Linked DNA regions of Mus musculus: region 1 is linked to region 2. The links are chromatin contacts, called in public promoter capture Hi-C maps. All regions are on one chromosome and are shown on one strand. The core of a region is the stretch at or near the end of the contact, and the rest is flanking DNA. Distances in the headings are between cores, read along the strand shown.

Region 1 (2,700 bases), core at 155-2,654, 470 kb after region 2:
GAACACAGACTTGGCAGTCCTCTACTGTATGTGTGTTGGGGGCCTCATATCAGCTGGTGTATGCTGCCTGTTTGGTGGTCCAGTGTTTGAAAGATCTTGGGGGGTCCAGATTAATTGAGACTGCTGGTCCTCCTACAGGATCACCCTTCTCCTCAGCTTCTTTCAGCCTTCCCTAATTCAACAACAGGGGTCAGCTGCTTCTGTCCATTGGTTGGGTGCAAATATCTGCATCTGATCCTTTCAGCTGCTTGTTGGTTCTTCCGTAGTTCGGTCACGCTAGGTCCCTTTTTGTGAGTACTCCATAGCCTCAGTAATAGTGTCAGGCCTTGGGACCTCCCCTTGAGCTGGATCCCACTTTGGGCCTGTCACTGGACATTCTTTTCCTCAGGCTCCTCTCCATTTCTATCCCTGCAGTTCTTTCAGACAGGAACAATTGTGGGTGAGAGTTTTGACTGTGGGATGGCAAGCCCCTCCCTCACTTGATATCCTGTCTTCCTGCTGGAGGTAGGCTCTGTAAGTTCCCTCTCCCTACTGTCAGGCCCTTCATCTAAGGTTCCTCCCTTTGAGTCCTGAGAGTCTCTCACCTCCCAGGTCTCTGGTGCATTCTGGAGGGTCTCCCCAACCTCCTATCTCTAGAGGTTGCCTGTATACATTCTTTCTGCTGGCCCTCAGGGCTTCAGTCCTTATCTCTCACCCAATACCATATCAGGAACCCCTCTTCCCCCCCCCCCCCCACTAACTCTCCCCACCTCCCCTCCACTTTCCCTCCCAGGTCCCTCCCTCCCTTCCTGGTCTCTCCCTCCTCCCTACTTGTGGTTGTTTTTTTCTCTCTCCCAAGTGGGGCTGAGGCATCCTCTCTCTTGGGCACTTCAACTTGTTGACCTTTTTGAGTTCTGAGGACTGTGGACTGTATCTTGGGTGTATATGTATATGTACGTACGTACACACACACACACACACACACATACACACACACACACACACACACACACACACACACACACACACACGGCCTGTCTTCTTAACTGCCATCTCCACAATCCCCGTTTTGAAGCAGTTTTGATTTGGGGTTTTTGTTTTAGGAATGGCCATCCTGTATTCTACTTTCAGTGTCCTGTGTTTAAACTCTTCTTCAGTCCAATGTTCTCTGTATCTATAAGGTTCTGTCCTTTCGCCAGGCTTTTAAGCTATTTAAGAGTGAATTAAAGAACAAGGGTAAGCCCAGCGGTGGACATCTAAAACCTTGTCTGGGTACCCAAGCACTTCTCTCCCAGGCTGCACCTCCAGCCCCAAAGCCTTTATCACAAAACACAAGCCTTCAGGAAGCTTTACCACCAGCAAGATTTACATTCAAATGCTCTTCGTTCTAAAAAGCCAACTGACTCACTCCTTCCCGGGGTTCCATCTGCCTTTCATGTGCAGATGGAGTTGAAGATAGTTCATGTATGAGAAAACTGCTTAAACTTCCCCTGGCTACATTCAGGTTGCCATTCAACTAGGAAGTCTTTCTCCCTCTCCCTCGCTTATAGTTTAATGTGTTTCTATTAGGAGATGAGCAGGCAGAAGGAACGAGGAAGAGACCTTGGTTTGTGATACGGCGCACCAGAATGAGACACCAAAGATCATAGCTTTTAGTACAGCACAGCCCAGTAAGGCTGATTCTGTATGTGCACCCAAGATTGCACATGTATGCACACTTATCTCAACAGATATTGTGAAATTACCACTCACAAAGTAATTTGAATTTGCTACTGGAATAGTTAATTCTATGGACAATGTGATTATATCTTGATACCAACCATAAAATGTCCAAACACTTATCATCTCCACAGTGTTTGTTTTTGTTGTTGTTGCTGTTTGGGTTTTTTTTTTTTTTTTTTTTTGTTCAAGGTTTTCATCTTGAAACTTCTCTGAAGTCATTTTCCTCTGGAAGGAGAATCATGTTGGCCAAAGCAGAAGTCTTCCTCCTAAATTATAATGAGTGGGAAACTCAGAATGTGTTGATTATGCGCTGAGGGTCACTGGGGCTGTTAGAGCTATTGATAGCTCCTGTATCTATCTTCCAGTATTCGGAACGTCCCTTTTGTCAACGCTGCATTATTTGCTGAATGGATTGCTTTTTCTTTAGCCTTTAACCTCCAATCCCTGAAAGAGTTAGGTCTCCCCTAAGCTCTGTGCCTGAGTTGCCAGAACTCTTTGGTTAGAAATCCCAGCATGGCTTCTAATTTGCAGTAGTACCTTTGGTAAATCAAGAGATCCAGTTCGCATCAGTAAATCGAGGAGAGGAGATTCAGTCTTTGTTAAGGTTGTCCTGAGTTTCCATGGTAACTCTCCAGTGATAGCCCGAAGCTCATTCAAGTTGATCCTGACTCTTGCCTCCATCCAGTACACCAGAGGAAACAGGATCAGGTTGCTGTTTGTGGTGATTGATCAGTGGCAAAGCCTCAAGTCCTTCTTCCTGCCTGGCTCAGTAAGTGTTTGAATTTCTCATGGGACTCAAGTCTCTAGAGGCTCACCGCTCTCACCGCATCAGAACAGGTTCCCGGGAGAAAAAAGCGAATTCCCTAGTCAGACTAGTAACTTGTGATTTTAGAACTACCTATCAATGCAAATGTCTCAAGGACCGAGATGACCTGTCATTCCTGAGTCTTCAATTTATGAGAGCTGAACAAGAGCAATGGTACTGAACATGTATAGTAC
Region 2 (2,723 bases), core at 214-2,713:
CACACAAATATGCAAATCAGTAAGGAACATATATATTGGATGGTAATTTTTTTTTTTTGGCTTCTGGGCGGGTGTTCATGAATGACCATAGAAGCACCACAAAGACTTGGCTGGGAGTTACAAAAATTCAAATGAAAGGAACTTGTAAATACGTTATCTGCAAATAACCAGAGTCAACTGTTTTACAACGGGTTCGTCAAAAATAATAGTTCCAGTCGGGCAGTGGTGGCGCACGCCTTCAATCCCAGCACTCGAGAGGCAGAGGCAGGCCAGACTCTGAGTTCAAGGCCAGCCTGGTCTACAGAGTGAGTTCCAAGATAGCCAGGGCTACACAGAGAAACCCTGTCTCTCAAATAAATAAATAAATAAATAAATAAATAAATAAATAAATAAATAAATAAATAAATAAAAGAAACAAATAATAATAGTCCCTTGGGCTGGAGAGATGGCTCAATGGTTGGACATACTTGCTGCTCTTGCAAAGGATGCGAGTTCGGTTCCCAGCATCCATATGGTGGTTCACATATGGACTCCGACCTCTTACCCCCTTTTCTGTACTCCGCAGGCACTGCACACACATAGTGCACATACACACGCGAAGGCAAAACCCTCAAATATTTTTCTAAAAATCAAAAAAGACGTCCCTGATTATTTTTTTGTTATACATTTTTTTCTTTCCATCTTTAACCTTCTCCTTTTCTGTATTAAACTTGCAATTACGAATGAAGGGAGATTGTACATTTAAACCCCTAAAAGAAGAGAGGGCAGGGACCATTTGCTAAATTATCACGCATATTCCCCTCGGGGTGCAGAGTTGGTCATCCTCGCTGTAATAAGGGGCAGTGTCGAGTTCTACTCCCTAGCTTGACTACTCCAGACAACGGACCGAGGCGGCAACCTGCAAGGGAGGCGGCGGCAAAAACTCCTTTGTGGCTAGGTGGAGGCCGCTTCGCAGGCTGATCCTGCACCGGGCTCCCACTTCTCCGACCAAACCCTCGCACCTCCGGACCGCAGAACTGTTTCCCCGAGCCACGGCTGGAAGGAGCTCTTGATGGCCACCAGCGGCAGGTCGCGGTTCACCCTGAGCGTGCTGAGCAGCGGTGCCCAGTCCACCGCGCGCAGCCGGTCGGCATTGAAGTCCAGCACGCCGTCCCGCAGGCAGGCGCGCACGGCGGGCAGCGGCACGGAGTCCTGCAGCGCGCACAGGTACTCGTAGTGCGAGAAGAAGTCGGCCGCGCAGTCGCGCCGGAGCTTCACCGAGTCGATCATGACCGGCAACCCCGGGGACCTCCACCAGCCGCCCCGCGCCGCCTCCCGCCACGCCTCGGGCGGTTAGCGCCCGCTCTGGGAGCCGCCGCCGCCGTTCTAGTCACCGGCGAGCTCCCGCGGGCGACGTGCGCATGCGTCGGCGCGCTCGCTGTGCGTCAGAGCGCGGGCCACGCCCACCCGGGCTCGCTACGTCCAACGCGCCATCAGCTGGAGGCGAGTAGATGCTCTGCAGTGAGCGCGCCTCTGGGTACCAAAAGTGAGGTGCAATGGAGTGACGACCTGAGAACCGGGCTTGACCTGAGAACTGAGAAGCGGGTTTAGCCTCGAGAAGACTGTTAGAAGCGCTCAACTGTTTATGCTTCCTCACCGAGAGAAGTCACAAGAAGAATTTCCCAACACGTATGCAAACCAGGTGGCTTCCTTCCTCTCTTCTTTGGGTTAGGCAAAGCTAGAGTTTAGCTTAGTATCCTCCATTGATGGTGGATATTTCTCTCCCTCTCTATCTCTCTATGTGTTGTTTGAGACAACGTTTCTCTGTATAACAGTCCTGGCTGTCCTGGAACTCACTTTGTAGACTAGGTTGGCCTCGAACTCTTACTAGTTTTCAATGTTAGTACTCTAAATAAACTCGAAGACGACTCCTGTATCACAGAGAGACCATAATTTCATTACGGTTTTATTATTAATGATTTTAACAGAGTTAGTAACATTGAGCATAATAGCTATGGAAAGTGAACTTGGGATTCACTCAGCAGTGGTTAAGTTGAGCTATTTTATTCCCTATGTCATGTTATTTAGTTATGCATTAAAATGAATTACTTTGAGCAGAAACAAAGTGAACTCTGGGTAATAAATACATCAGTCTGTTTTATTCTTTTTAAGGATTTATTTATGGGTACGTGCCTGTATGCTATCTGTGTGCAAGTGTCCAGAGTGACCAGAAGAAGGCATCAGATCCTCTGGAACTGGTGTTACAGGTGGTAGTGAGCCAGTCAGTGTAGGTGCTGGGAACCAGACTCAGAGCCTCTGAAAGAAGAGCTGTCTCTAGCCACCATTTCAGTTACATTTGTAAAAGATTTGCTTATATTTTTATTCAGTGTGTGTGTGTGTGTGTGTGAGTGACACGTGTACACAGTGCTTAGGGATATCAGAAAGGGGCGTCAGATGCCTTGGACCTGAAGTTATAGGCATTTGAGACATTTGTGACCCACCCACCATAGGTGCTGGGAATGGAACCCAGTCCTCTGGAAGGGCAGTTAAGTGCACCTAAGTGCTAAGCCATTTCTCTGAAATACTTTAAAGCACATTTATAAATTCCTGAGGTATGAGTTTGATTTTCTGTTTATAAGGCATACTATATTCAAGAGACATTATGAATGACAGGCTAAATGTCCACAGTTAAGTCTTTTGTGTCCTCATTCACTTCTTTTAAAACATAAGTTTGTTGTTTTTAG

Evidence for each region. Promoter capture Hi-C pulls out the DNA fragments that hold promoters and counts their contacts.
Region 1: a promoter capture Hi-C map of embryonic stem cells shows a contact between it and region 2, with 2.6 times the contacts expected there. A contact is called at or near these places in 9 of 39 promoter capture datasets (the 3T3-L1 cell line, the HPC-7 cell line, cranial neural crest and 5 more), 1 of 130 datasets of targeted methods (bone marrow-derived macrophages) and 2 of 9 other capture datasets (adipose tissue and macrophages).

What each region holds. Positions count from the first base shown.
Region 1 is chr19:16,458,142-16,460,841 of GRCm38.p6, forward strand. All of the region lies in intron 1 of Gna14 (guanine nucleotide binding protein, alpha 14), which reads left to right. Among named protein-coding and RNA genes, the nearest start is that of Gna14, 24 kb to the left of the region's middle.
Region 2 is chr19:15,983,612-15,986,334 of GRCm38.p6, forward strand. C130060C02Rik (RIKEN cDNA C130060C02 gene) reads left to right here and starts at 1,464. Exons shown (of 3, transcript NR_045355.1): 1 at 1,464-1,681. It overlaps Cep78 (centrosomal protein 78), which reads right to left and starts at 1,378. Exons shown (of 15, transcript NM_198019.2): 1 at 1,002-1,378. The coding sequence starts at 1,269.